3 separate regions of the Mus musculus genome follow, and regions 2 and 3 are each linked to region 1. A link is a contact called in public HiChIP or PLAC-seq data. All regions are on one chromosome and are shown on one strand. The core of a region is the stretch at or near the end of the contact, and the rest is flanking DNA. Distances in the headings are between cores, read along the strand shown.

What was found. HiChIP or PLAC-seq counts read pairs in DNA pulled down with a chosen protein or histone mark.
Region 2: a contact with region 1 is called in an H3K27ac HiChIP or PLAC-seq map of extraembryonic endoderm stem cells. The contact joins the promoter of Hs3st1 here to the enhancer-like site in region 1. A contact is called at or near these places in 1 of 15 datasets of contacts at CTCF or cohesin (pro-B cells), 10 of 484 Hi-C or Micro-C datasets (B cells, CD4 T cells, centrocytes and 6 more), 9 of 115 datasets of contacts at active chromatin or transcription factors (the 230-238 cell line, astrocytes, a colorectal cancer cell line and 6 more) and 2 of 9 other capture datasets (adipose tissue and liver).
Region 3: a contact with region 1 is called in an H3K27ac HiChIP or PLAC-seq map of extraembryonic endoderm stem cells. The contact joins two enhancer-like sites. A contact is called at or near these places in 1 of 15 datasets of contacts at CTCF or cohesin (pro-B cells), 5 of 484 Hi-C or Micro-C datasets (B cells, CD4 T cells, cumulus cells and 1 more) and 3 of 115 datasets of contacts at active chromatin or transcription factors (differentiating embryonic stem cells, extraembryonic endoderm stem cells and trophoblast stem cells).

The regions. Positions count from the first base shown.
Region 1 is chr5:39,100,853-39,105,177 of GRCm38.p6, forward strand. No RefSeq gene overlaps it. Among named protein-coding and RNA genes, the nearest start is that of Gm46937, 21 kb to the left of the region's middle. Within about 2 kb of position 2,214, at least 2 of the 459 cell types and tissues checked have an H3K27ac peak or open chromatin away from gene starts, as enhancers often do. A contact at or near this core is called in extraembryonic endoderm stem cells, where this site is marked.
Region 2 is chr5:39,642,279-39,646,603 of GRCm38.p6, forward strand. Hs3st1 (heparan sulfate (glucosamine) 3-O-sulfotransferase 1) reads right to left here and starts at 2,353. Exons shown (of 2, transcript NM_010474.2): 1 at 2,139-2,353.
Region 3 is chr5:39,622,188-39,626,512 of GRCm38.p6, forward strand. All of the region lies in intron 1 of Hs3st1 (heparan sulfate (glucosamine) 3-O-sulfotransferase 1), which reads right to left. Among named protein-coding and RNA genes, the nearest start is that of Hs3st1, 20 kb to the right of the region's middle. Within about 2 kb of position 2,199, at least 58 of the 459 cell types and tissues checked have an H3K27ac peak or open chromatin away from gene starts, as enhancers often do. A contact at or near this core is called in extraembryonic endoderm stem cells, where this site is marked.

The DNA.
Region 1 (4,325 bases), core at 964-3,463:
CCCATGATAAACTTGTTTGGTTTCATGGATGTTCTGCCAAATAGTTTTCTGTCTCATACATATAAGAAGAGGTAGGTCCTGATAACTAGCACTGGTCTTTCTCAAATTCAGAACCACTGTGAACTAAATCCCAAAGCCATATCCTGCTTGATGAGACATTCTACTACATTCTAGGCTAATTAAATTATTCCTTGTGATACTGAGGACATCCTAGAAAATATAGGCTTTCGTAGCATAGGCCGAGTATTTAAAAACCACAAATAAACAATTAAATATGCCATTTTTCATACATATCCTGCATACTTCCAATACAATGAGTTAGAAGAATGATACTTTTATCATTTAAAAGTTGTTGTATCCATACCACCTGAAAGGAATGATAGGATAAGCCAGCACGGTGTCTTTCTCTTTTGCCTCATTCACATCTTTGTTTAAGTCTTGCCTGGGCTCTGAAGTAGCATCCATTTTAAAGTTGGTTACCTGCACACCTCCAAGGCACTTAGGTGCAGGCACATCTTCAAGAACTGAGGGTCAGATATACAGGAAGCATTTATCTTGGGGCTGAGAAGTAAACATCATGAAAGTGGATGTTCATTATGAGAACTTATGTTAATATCATCACAAAACACAAGGCTACAAGTAAATGATGCACACATTTCCTTTAATAACTGTGTGTATGCTGTATGTATATGCACATGTATGTGTATATGTGCACATACATGTGTGTTGGTATTGTGAGCATGTATGTGTGTGTGTATATGCACGTGTACTCCTTTGCATATGTATGCATGTGTCTTTATGTGCACATGTGTGCATGCACATGTGTGCATATGTGCATAAATGCATATGCACATACTTTTATATATGTGCATATCTGTGTGCATATATACTTGAATGTGTGAATATATAATCAATATGCATATGTACATTTGCACATGTTGTATATATGCATGAGATGCATGAGTGAGTGTGTGTGTGTGTGTGTGTGTGCATGTGTGAGTGTTTTAAGGAAACTCTTAATACATAGAGCTCTGGGTTAAGAATCACCCACTAAAATTTACCACTTGTACCTCCCAGGTTATTATGATCCAGCTGAACAGATATTAATTAGGAATATGGAATCACTGTCCTTACTTAGCAAGTAGTACTAAAGTCAGTCATTCCTTTTAAAATAATGAGAGGTTGCAGGCATAGATGACTTTGGAAAGGCAAAGTTCTGCAAATGGAAAATTGCCATTGCATAAAAACTACAGTGGATAAAGACACAATGAAGCATCACTCTGCTTTTGTAGTTTTATTAGTTATTTTATGGGATGAGAGTTCACACCCACGCTGTCATGTTACTAACTGTTCAGTGTTTACTGGTACAATGCCATGAGGTTTGAAGTGCACTTCCAGTTGCAGGTGAAGGAGGACGGTAGTTTTAAGGGAGCCCCAGACAAGAGATGGATTAGAAACGTAGTTGGGTAAGCATTTAGAGACACAGATAAAACAGTTTCAAATACTAAGCCCCAGGCAAATGCCCTGCATTCCATGCTGAGATCACAGGAACCCATGTCAGGGCAGGCACCTTACGAAACCATCTAAGAGCAAGGTGCAAGAACATGAAGCGGGGAAAATGAGGGTAGGTGTGTGCACAGTTAAATATATCTATTCCCTCATAAAAAAGAAGTTCATTCTTGCCCTCTGAGCAGATATGTGAGATGGGTTTAAAGATGAAAGCAAAACAAGTTTATTGTAGTTACCGGGGCTTCTCTCTTGCATTCCATGCAACTAAAAGGAAGAAAGGAAGGATGACGACCGACAAAGAGCAAAGGATTCCTTTTAACACCCATAGGGCTAAAATGCAAGACTGCTAGAGAGAGTAGTCACCAAGTATGTCTCCTGACACTGATGGCCATTCATCCATTTTTGCCTATGTGATGCCAAAACCTCCCTTCCTCCCTACAATAGGACCTCTCTGGAGATGCAGAGCATGTCATGGAGTTCTCTAAGGGACCCTTTTCTATGTATAGATCCATCTCCTAGATTCTTCCTTATAAATTACCACAAACCACAAAGAATCAAAGATATATTTTCTTATAGTTCCAGAGTTCAGAAATGAAGTTGATAATAGGGCTGAGTTTTTGGCAAAAGCTCTCAGAAAGGATGATTCTTTGCTTCATTTATTTTCTGGTGGTTCTATGAGTTTCTTATCTTGTAGCTACATTGCCTCCATCTTTGTCTCTATTATCACATAGGATAACTACTATTGATACAGGGTCCACTTTAAATCCAGGATGGTGTTATCATGAAATTACTTGGGTAAAACCCATTTTCTAAATAAGATCATATTCACAGATTGGGTATTAGCACTTATAGCTTTAGGAGTCATTCTTCATGATGATTACATTTAATTGTCATTTGTCACAGTGTAGAAAGAGTCTCATCGAGGAATTTTCTAGAGCAGATTAGTCTGTGGGCACACCTGAGGAATTGTCTTGAATAGGTTAATGGATGTGGGAAGACTCAGCCTGAAAATGGATCAGAACTGAGTAGGAGCAGAGGGCGTGCACTGAGTAGTAAGTATGCATACACCTATTTGATCTCATCTCTTGTGTACAGGTGTGCCTAGATGATTTGACTTCCCTGAAATGACAAACCAACTACATGAGATTGTAAACCAAATAAAACCTTTTGTCTTCTAAATCTTTTCACTGAGGTGTTTATCACAGCAACACAAATACAGCCAGACACTTCTCACCACACCACACTGTACAGCCTCTAAACGCTTCAGCCTCTGAACTCATTATCAAGGTAGGTCCCTCTTGCTCCCATTGTGAGCAAGGCATTTAAAGTAAACAAGATAGAGCCAATGATTTGATTAAAGGGGTATGCCCACTAAAAGCCAAAGATAGGAAAGCGACCATTGTTCTCTTGATAGGACAACAATGTAATTGTGATTTGACAGGTCGGGCACCTTTGCAGACTGTTTTTCAGATGTTACTCAGTTCAATTCTTTCACAACCTACAGAGTAGACTTTGCTTACTGTTTCAGAGATGAGGGAGCTGAAGCACTGGATTCTGGGAAATTTGCTGGAGCTTAACACAAGTCACTAGTCACCTGGGATTCTCTGAAAGAAGGCTGGTGGTGGAGACTCTTCTTTGCTCCTGGCCCACTGTGTCACTTGATATTCTTTCCTTGGCATCCTGTGGGATCCAAGACTGGCAGGCAGTGATGGATGCTGCTCTCTCTACACGTTCAATAGAGAACTGTTTGAGTAAATCACGTGCTCCATTCCCATGCCACTCAACAGCAGCTCAATGTCTTGAAAACATTTTATGATACTTTGAAATATCCACGAGGTAATGTTGAACAAAAATCAAATAATTTAAGAATAAATATAGTTTTAAAAAGCAAATCAGACAGAGTGTGTTATAATGTTAATACTGGCTGTTTCTAGTCTGGAATATTTTCCCTACTCTCATTTTTTATAGTTTTCAAATTGTCTGTAATAAGTCTATATTGCTTCCATGGAAAGGTGAAATCAAGACTGCTATTAATTTGGGACAAAACATTTAAGAAAAAAAAAAACAACCAAAAAATCTTATCCTCAAGCCTGTGGAGGAATATAATAATGAGAATGTAAAATTCTGAAGGCTGTTGCTTAGAAAGGGCCACTTATGGACAATCTTACTGAAAGCAGACCTTATCACGGCATTTAGTCCAAAGCACAATAACATCATGCTTCCAACGTAATGGGTCCCATTCCAGCCACCACAAGTGGAAAGTCTGCTGTGAAGATACATATAGACAAAAACCAGACAGAGGTGGAGAAGTTTAAGAATCTTTTAGATGCCAAGGTATCCAAGGACTAATTACTGTCTCTGTCTTTTTCTGCCTAAATGATGTCATTCACTTTTTCTTGGTGACCCCATTTTATATTTCATAGATGATCCAACTTCCCCTTGCAGTCAGAAGGCTCTTCTTGCCCTTTATGTTTGTCTCCACATCACAGGTAATTCATCATTTTGGCATGTACCCTTTAATATACACCTGTTATGGCTTTGAGCAGCAGCAGCTTCCTTTGACAACAATGCCTTTGCTCAATAGCAAGATCCTGCTAGTTCATGGATTGGCTGCCTTGCCAATCCATGTGTCTTTTTTCTGGTTCAGTTCTTATGGATGCCGTGAGTAAGGAATTTCCCATAATTGGATGGTTTCCATAGCAGGGACTGTGAAAAATGAATATTCCACATGGTTCGTGTAGTAAGGAGTTTACCTTTCTTATAAAACAGGCTTTATATGAGAAACAGAAATAAGTGATTCCAGGATCAACAGTCCA
Region 2 (4,325 bases), core at 1,103-3,602, 540 kb after region 1:
CTCACCAGATCACCTGTCCAAAACTTTCCGTCTTAAGACATGGTATATTGCGTGCACAGCAGCTTAGGAGAGGATGTGAAGCCCAGAATCATAGCTCAGTCCTGCTCACTAAGACATCTCTGGCTGCTGGCTAATTAACTGCAGAGACTTAAGAGTGCTTAGTCAGGAAGTTGTCCATCCCTGTCGAACAAGACTTAGATGGGTAACTGATGCCAAAGGGGCTCTTTTAAAAGTTCACCTTCTCATACATGGCCGTGGAGGTGTGTGTGTGTGTGTGTGTGTGTGTGTGTGTGTGTGTGTGTAACCTTACGTAATACAACAGTCCATATCAATGTTATTTTCCCAATTCAGTGAATGTAAAAATCTAACCATGTTGAAAATAAGGAAGGGCAGTCCAATGCATTGTACCTTAAGCATTCATTTGGAACTTTAGAAGGTCGGAATAATTCTAACTGTACTCACTTTTGCTGGGAAAGTAGAAAGCAAGACTAATTCCTGGTGTCAAAAGGAATTAGTACTTCAGAAATGTGGGGGTTGGGGGTGCAGAGTTGAGCTATCTCAATCTCCTTTTGTGAAAAAAAATAAAGTTAAATATAGAATTCCTGGAATAAACTCCTGGGTGGAAGCTGGTAATTGAATTTCAACAAATACAGTGAGCTTTGGGAGCAAAGCTGAGACCACAGTACCTTGTGTCCCCCACCCCCACCCCCAAAGCAGCTGGTCAAATACCCAGGGCTGGGGCACCTGGGGACTGCGCTGGAGATCTGCTCCCACCCGGATTGGGGAAATGGCTGGGAGGTGGGGCAGCCTGGGTGCTGGTGGTACTTTCCTGAGAATGCTGAGCTCAGACTGAAGCAAGGGCGAACTCTCTCCTCTCCCTTATTCACGGTCTCCTCTACTCACCCCAGCTCCTGGCTAACAAGAGACCTCCTCTGGGAAAGCAGCTTCAAGACTGTGGATGCAGAGTTGGCTCCTTGGGATCCCCCCAAAAGCATCTTAGCATAGTTAAGTATAAAAATAGCCCCGGGATAACGCGGAGGGAAGAGGAGGAGTAAGTCTCTCGCGCAAGGCAAAGCAAGAATACCACAGCTTCTGCGTTGTGTTGTGGGGGTTGGCGAGGAAGGGTGCTACTCCTGATCCAGAGGAGAACCCCGTGTGTGCAAGGAAAATAAAGTGCCTCCTTTAGCTTAGATTGTGCCATAAAGAGTCGGAGGCACCCACAAATAATTGCTAAGTCTGGCACAGCCCACCAATCCCTGGTAGGCATCTGGCTCCAGCACTGGCTTCTCCATCCTACTACTGGTTTGAGCCCCAGGTTCGGAGAGCTGGCTTTCCAGTTCCAGGAATGGCAGGGTCCAGAGGAAAGCAGCGGAGTCCACTGCTCTAAAAAAGCGGGTGTGTATGGCACACCTGAAGAGGTCAGGCTCCGAGCGAGCTGTGCACTTTCTAAATACAAGCTTCCCAGGTTCGTGTACGGACATCCATTATCCACTACCCTCCCCCATCCGCCTCCTCTATCGGTGGTACTCGAAATAGAAGCCGAGGTGGGAAAAAAGTAAAAAAGTAACACGAAAAAAAAAAAAAAAAATAACAGCCGTATGTAACTGGCTGTCTTAATACCTAAGGTCCTGCCTGTCACCTTCTTCTTCGAGTACCCCGGGAGATGCTCAGTCTCCCCATTATTGCTACCAAATGCAAAGGCAAACTAGACCAAGGCTTCCACACCCGAGATGCCCCATTCCAGAGGGACTCCTGTTAGCTGTCCCCTGGCCCAATTCTCCGCCCTAGGTGGTACCCGGGCTCAGCCAGCGCTCCACTCTAGCTGCAGTTGCCCAAGGTCCTAGAGAGAAGCTGTGGCGCCGAGCAACGGGCAGCGACGACCCTCTCGAGTCATCTAGGGACATAAATCCAGTCTTTTAAGAGTCAGAAAGTCTGGTACCTTATAGTCCATCTCGCGAATTCTAGAGGTGAGGTTTCGGAGCAGGAGACAGGAGAATCAGATAACCCCGAGTCTTGCCTCCAGTGGAGTGTGTTCTACCTGCTTTAGCCTTATCTCACCTTGGGCTTTGCACTTGAGTTAGTCGGAATACCAGAAGAAGGTGCCTAGGCAGCCCTCACCCCTCACGCTCCGCGCTCACCTGAGTCGCGTACCCGTCCAGCCGGTCCGGCGCCCTCAATCCTCTCTCCGGCCGGGCCATGGGCAGCACCGCCGCCAAGTACCTGCGCCCTTTGGAGCAAATTCACACTCACCCCGGGACGGGCGAGCGGTGAAGGGACACAGGCACTCACCGAGAGAGACCCGGCGGTGACCGCAGCTCCGGGCTGCAGCGCACTGAGGACCTTGCAGGCAGGCGTTTTGGTGCCGGTTCTACGGATGGGAGGAGCAGGAGGAGGAGCAGGAGCCGGAGGAGGGGACAGTGGAGGCCGGAGCTCGGGGAGAGCGCGGAGGGCAGAAGAGGATCTCGAGCGCCCACTGCTGCCTTGTTGGCTCTGGTACTGCCCCGAGTCCCGCCTCCCAGCGAGTCCCTGAGCGCCGACTTCCAGCAAGCCAGTTAAGCACCCGATTTCTGCGCTTTTGGGTCCCGAAGGAGCCGGCTCCGCTCACCCAGTACCTCGGCTCCTCGGATTTTAGTCTAAAGGGAGAGACCAGCGCAGTCTAGAGGGTGGGGCGTGTGGCTTGGGTGACTTTATCCACCTTGCAAACCCTGGACTCCTGGTCGGCTCCCTGACCCCTCTGGGTCCGAACCTTGGGCCCATATGACCGTTATCCTTTTCATAAATTCTGCGTGGTCCCCAAGACCTTCGCAGTACCCACGTGTGTTCCCACCCAGCGTTCCTTACCAGCAGGTGACTCGCTTTAGGCGCCTGTGCTCGGTGCACAGACCGGGAGGTCTCTGGAGCCGGTAGCTCCATCTTGCGCTGCAGCAGGGACAGGAGCCACTTGAAGAGGTGGCTTCAGAGTGTGCTTTGTCGCCACGGAAAAACCCTCTCTCCAAAACCCTCTCTCCTTCGGTTTCACCTCAAAAGGACCGACTTAAGGCGAGCCCGAAGAATTCAGCTTTCCTTTAGCAAAAGTAACTAGGTTGGCAAATTTCACCTCTGAAACTAATCAAGTTTTTCCTGCGTTCCAAAGCTGAGAGGTTTTGTGAGAGAGCCAACCTGCATAGTGTGACTCAGTTTAAGATTTGGAGGGCGAAGGAGCTGGAATCTCCTTGGAGACACTGGATTGCTTCAGCCCAGAGCAAGTCGCCTTCCAAAGCAGGTTACCAGAAGAAAAGAGGAGCAGGCAAGAGAGAGAGAGTGTGTGTGTGTGTGTGTGTGTGTGTGTGTGTGTGTGTGTGTGAAAGGAATAAGAAAGAAGTAACCAAATTCAAATCAAAAGAACTTCTTTTAGCTACTTTAATATCTTCCATATCTTAAAACTCAGAATATAAATATTTACCATCTATATTTCTAGAATCAACATTTTCCTATCTAAGGGGGAAAATTCCTTTGGGAAATTGACCTCGTAGCTGGTGCAAAGATTAGCGTCAGTCCTCTTAGAAGGCAAACGGATGCCCAGTTTATTGTGGCTTATAAAGCAGGCAACATCTTGGAGAGCTTAGCCAAGTTTTCCTTTTCAATGATAACTTATTAGAAAATTTAATGATTCTGGCTACTTATTCTTTGAATAAATGTAAAGTTGATATGCCCATTTCAGGTTAAAAAGGAAAAAAAAAAGTGCATTCACAAAAGCCACTTTAAATCTGCATTTGGAAAAGTCAATTTAAAGTTTACTTTAGATTTAGATACATACTTTTTCTCTCATTCTATGAAGTTGGGTAAAATCCCACAAATATCTATTGTGATTAAATGGAGAGTTCAGATTAAAAGGGCTGCCAACTCTCAGTTATGGTCACTTTAAGCTTCTTCCAGATGCCAAGCACAGTGGAGATGAGGAATCCTTCAACACAGGGTGGGAGGGGTGTTGGTGTCCTAAGTTGGTTGAGGTTATTTTTCCTTCATGAAGGGTCAAATGTGTTTCAATGCCCAATACATGGTATGAAGTACACAAGCCATCCCTGAGACACAAAAGGAGATTTGCAAGAATTCTTCTATTCATACCTTGGAAGTCAGAGGCCAGTTAACCAACTTTCTTTATTTCCTGCCACAAAAAACTCAAAAGAAATGAAAACCCCAGCCCCAGTTCAGAGTCTCTGTTACTCACCTTTGGCAGAACCTACTCCATGCACATTCAGCAAGTGATAGGAATTGGAGCACTGACCTTACAGTTGCGCATCCACACCAATATTATCAAATATTTATTGATCAATAGTCAATGTTCT
Region 3 (4,325 bases), core at 949-3,448, 520 kb after region 1:
TTCTTTTTATTACATAATTCCCATTATGACTCAGACTCAAAATGTGATTAACTCTAATATACCCTTGTAGTCTCACCAGTAGAACATATTCACTATCAGAGGACACATGCAAAATAGTTCATGAGACAGTGACATCCATGCTAATCTGTCTTCAAGATACCTTTACAGTCCTGCCACCTACCATGAGCACACAGCTAGCTCAAGCATGCTTCTCCTTTAGGGTAAAAGGCTCGGAGATCTAACAGAAGAGGTGGAAAGTAAGGGGTTATTTGCTGAGCAGTCACTGTGCAGAGGACAGCAAGCACAAGAGCGAAGGTCTTCTCTAGAACCTTCAACATCACCACCAGCAAGAATGGTTGTTTTCTTTTTATTTTGTACTTTTAAGCACTGACAGGGCGTTAGAGAATAGTGACGATGCAAGGAAGCTCTGGTAATTGGAAAGATCCAAATGGGAACTCTTATAGGAAGTAATCCCAGGTAAGCATAGTGCCTCTTAGGTATTCAGTGTATCAGGCCCCTGTTCTCCAGGAAGTTATATGGAACCACAGGGGTGTGTGTGTGTGTGTGTGTGTGTGTGTGTGTGTGTGTGTAGGGGTAGATGTTATGGCAGGAGAGAGACCTGGAGATTAACATTAAGATTAACATGTGAAAGAAACCAGTTGGCAGGGAAGGGCTGGAAACACTTCCTGACTGGTGGCAGATACTATAAGCAGAACACATCCAAGAGAAGTCTGACACTCACATACACATATGACAGAGGCAGGTACAACACAGAAGGACTGATGAAAGGCCATGATCCTTCTGTCCCATGCTCAATTCTTTATTCTTAGGCGCAGGACCTGGAAAACTTCAGGGAGAATGTCCTAAGCCTCAGGGCCATTCCTATACAAACTCTACACAATGGACCTAAGCCTACCGCATATGTGGGAAGTCAGTATTAGGTCATCTTTGCTAAGTATGCAACACTGTGAATCTCTTGCACACAGTAGGTTCTCCACAAACATCAATGTCCTGATGTTCTTGCCCCTGACCGTTATGAAAGTAAGTTATTAAGGTTAACTAGCCACCTCAAGGTCACAGAATCAGGAATCATCAAAACTTTTCTTCAGGGTCCTTGTCCAAGGCTCTTGCTTTGCCTTTGCCCATCTTGGAAGGGAAGCTTCACTGTGGACAGTACAAGTATATTCTGGGCAGAGGCATAAACTCCTGAAAAAGCCAGAGAAGGTGGCAGAAGGCACCGGCTCTAATAAACTGCTGTGCAAAAAAATGCTTCTTTCAAGTCTCCCATGGTGATGAGTGATTTAATTTTCTGGAATGTACTGAAACCTGAGTACAGACAGTTTGAACAACACCAGTCAGGACTGTCATTATACACACACACACACACACACACACACACACACACACACACACACAACTAAACTGAGCAATTGAAAGCATCAGGTTATTTGTTCATCCTGAAAAGTCAAAAACATCTTCCCTTTCATCTTTGCACAATGACTTAAGAGTCTGTTGCCACGGTGTCAAATTTCCATCCCTGGCAGGGCCTCTTGGAAGGCAAGGCCTAGGAAACAGATTCAGTCTACGCCTGTCAGTCTGTGAAAGGACATGGGTATTTCGAGACCTCCATAAATATTTATTTTCTTGAAATTGCCTCTACATGACACTCCTCAGCCAACGCTGACATTCAGTTTTGTTTGGAGTTATGATAATTGCTGAGAGGTAGGATGAAGTGGGAAAGGGTTCGGGGTAGGAAGGACTGAAGGACAGCTCACATAACGTCAATACGTGTTCTTGGAGCACATTTGCTGTCTGAGCTAAACAAGTCAAAATGGGCCCAAGTTCGCTTCGAAATGATTCACACTCTTGGAATGCCGCGGCTCCTCCAAGCTTTCTGAGTTCCCTGGAGTCCTCCATAATGTGGGAAGGCTCCAAATCCACAAAAGGTTACCTGGATAATGAACATTACCGGATAGGATCTAGGTGAGGGTGGGGCTGGGGAGACATAGCTTGGCAAGGACTGGAAGGTATCCTGCTGCCCCTGCAGAATCAGAGCATCCTATCTCCTGCCATAAGGGAAGGTGGAGGTCAAGCAACATCCCAGCATCCACCCCTTCAGGCACATCCCAGCATCCACCCCTTCAGGCACAAGATTAGAATGCAAGGACCCTGAGGAGGTGTTAGAAGGAAGTGACTCCAGCTTTTTCTCCAGCCCTCCAGGCTGTTCGTCACACACTATCTGAAGTACTGCAGCCGTCCAAGTGGGAGAGGACATGCCAACTTTACAAGGTCTAGTTAAAGAGGAAAATGGTACTCTAAAAGTTTGGGGAGAGGTGTGAAGTTTTGTGCCCATAAGTTCTCAGGGACACCGAGGGGTCCGTGGAAGAGGCCTGGAATCTCAGTGCCCACTACGATTCTCAGTGCGGTGGCCTGAGGAGGGGCTGTCCTTTGTTTCCCTGTTTGTTTTTCGCTGGGGTGGACTTAGCTGGATTTTAAACCCAGGATTAACAGCAATCCTGGTACACAACAAAGCGAGAGAGATCAGTCTGGCCACAGAGGTGGAGTCATTCCAGGAAGATGATAGATAACAAGAAGTTGGAAATAGCGAGACGATTTCCAGCCAAACCTTAGGTTCCTCCCTCAGCTCTGGAATTTAAAACCCGCAGGAAAGCTCTGAAACTCTCAAGAGCACTGACCCTATATATATATATATATATATATATATATTGTAAGGATTAAATAAAATAGTATGTATGGGCTGTTTAGGACACTGTTCATATGGCATGCCTTCAAATCATGGTATCTAATTTTATCCCTAAAAAATGCTTCGTGGTATAAATAGGATCTAGAGGATGATAATTAGTCAAATGCATTTGTTCGTGAGCCAAACTGCTGCAGTGATTCAACCAGACAGAAGCTCAAGGAAGAAAGGACAGTGGCACACAGACAGGATTAGGCTCTCTGTTTGAGGACAGCACAGAACAGGGTCTTGCTAAGACACCGGCCAGCCCCCCACCCCCAACAGAAGTAGAACAGCAGATGCTACTTGCTGCAGCTCCGGAGAAGGGAGGGGGGCAGCGTTCCTTCTCCTTGTGCTTCATGTTGGGCACAGAAGGCAGCAATGACCTAAATAAATCCTTCATTAGACACAGAAACACAGCGGCAGAGGCAGCACACGGCAGAGCCCTGTGACAGGAGAGCGAACAGGGCCTTTCATATTACCACGTAGCTGAGGGGAAATGGAGCCTGCCAGCACATTGGAGGCTGGAGCTGGATGCTGCAGCAAGGGTGCTCCAGCTGTGCCTCAACCTCTGGCAGGCACTTTCTTAGCTGCAGGAAAGTTCGTGGGCAGGGCAGAGGGTCAGCCCTCACGCTGCATGTGGCCAACACTCATGGGTTCTGTATATTTTCCCAGAAATACCAAGATACACGTGGTATGATAGCCACAAAATCCATGTACCAACATCCTTACCTGTCATGGTACCTACTCACTGAAGGAGAAACTGAGACAGACAAAAAGCGAAAGCTCCAAAGTTGTGCACCAAGATGCTACACAGAGTAGGGTAGCATGATGCCTTAAACCAATGCCTGCAAACTCAAACCCCTATGAACACAGATGCCTATTAACACAAGTCCCTTTGGATCTGTGTTGGGCAAGGGAGACTAGAACAGTTTACATGTGCAAGGAAATATGTGTAATGCAAAGCAAATTCTTTGTCTACTTAGACAAAGCTCAGGAAAGGATTTGTCTTATTTCTTAGGCCAGCTTTAAAGGAATGTCTTGACAGTATTTATACTTTGATATCCAATATGATTGTAGTTGAAGGTCAGCATCTTTGAGAAGCAATTTGGTTTAGGTGAGGTCATGAAGTCAGGGTCCTAATCTGAAAGGACAGGCATCCTTCTAAAGGAAAGGCAATGAGGAGAGTTCTTTATGTGTCCAACATGTGTGAAGACAAGGAAGAAGGAAGCTGTACCCAGACCAGGAACCAAACCATATAAAGTACTGAGTCCTCAACACTTAATCTTGAGATCTCAACCTCCAGGAGAGTGAGCAATGAGTTAGCGCCTGTCTCGAGTATCTGCTAGAGCAGTATCACTAGCTCATAGCCCTCAGGGAAGCAGCAGAACTAAGCTCTTTGCTGGTAGCACTTCCACTCCATAAGCACAGGACTGTCTGCTGGATTCAGGCAGATGACATCACACAAGTCAGTTGACTGTTAGGGGCTGTAGCAAGCAAGCTGTGCACATAGTCCGTCTAAAGAGGTAGCTGCTGTCAACTCAGGCAGATGTCCTCCAAGTCCAGGGACTGGAATGATACTCAA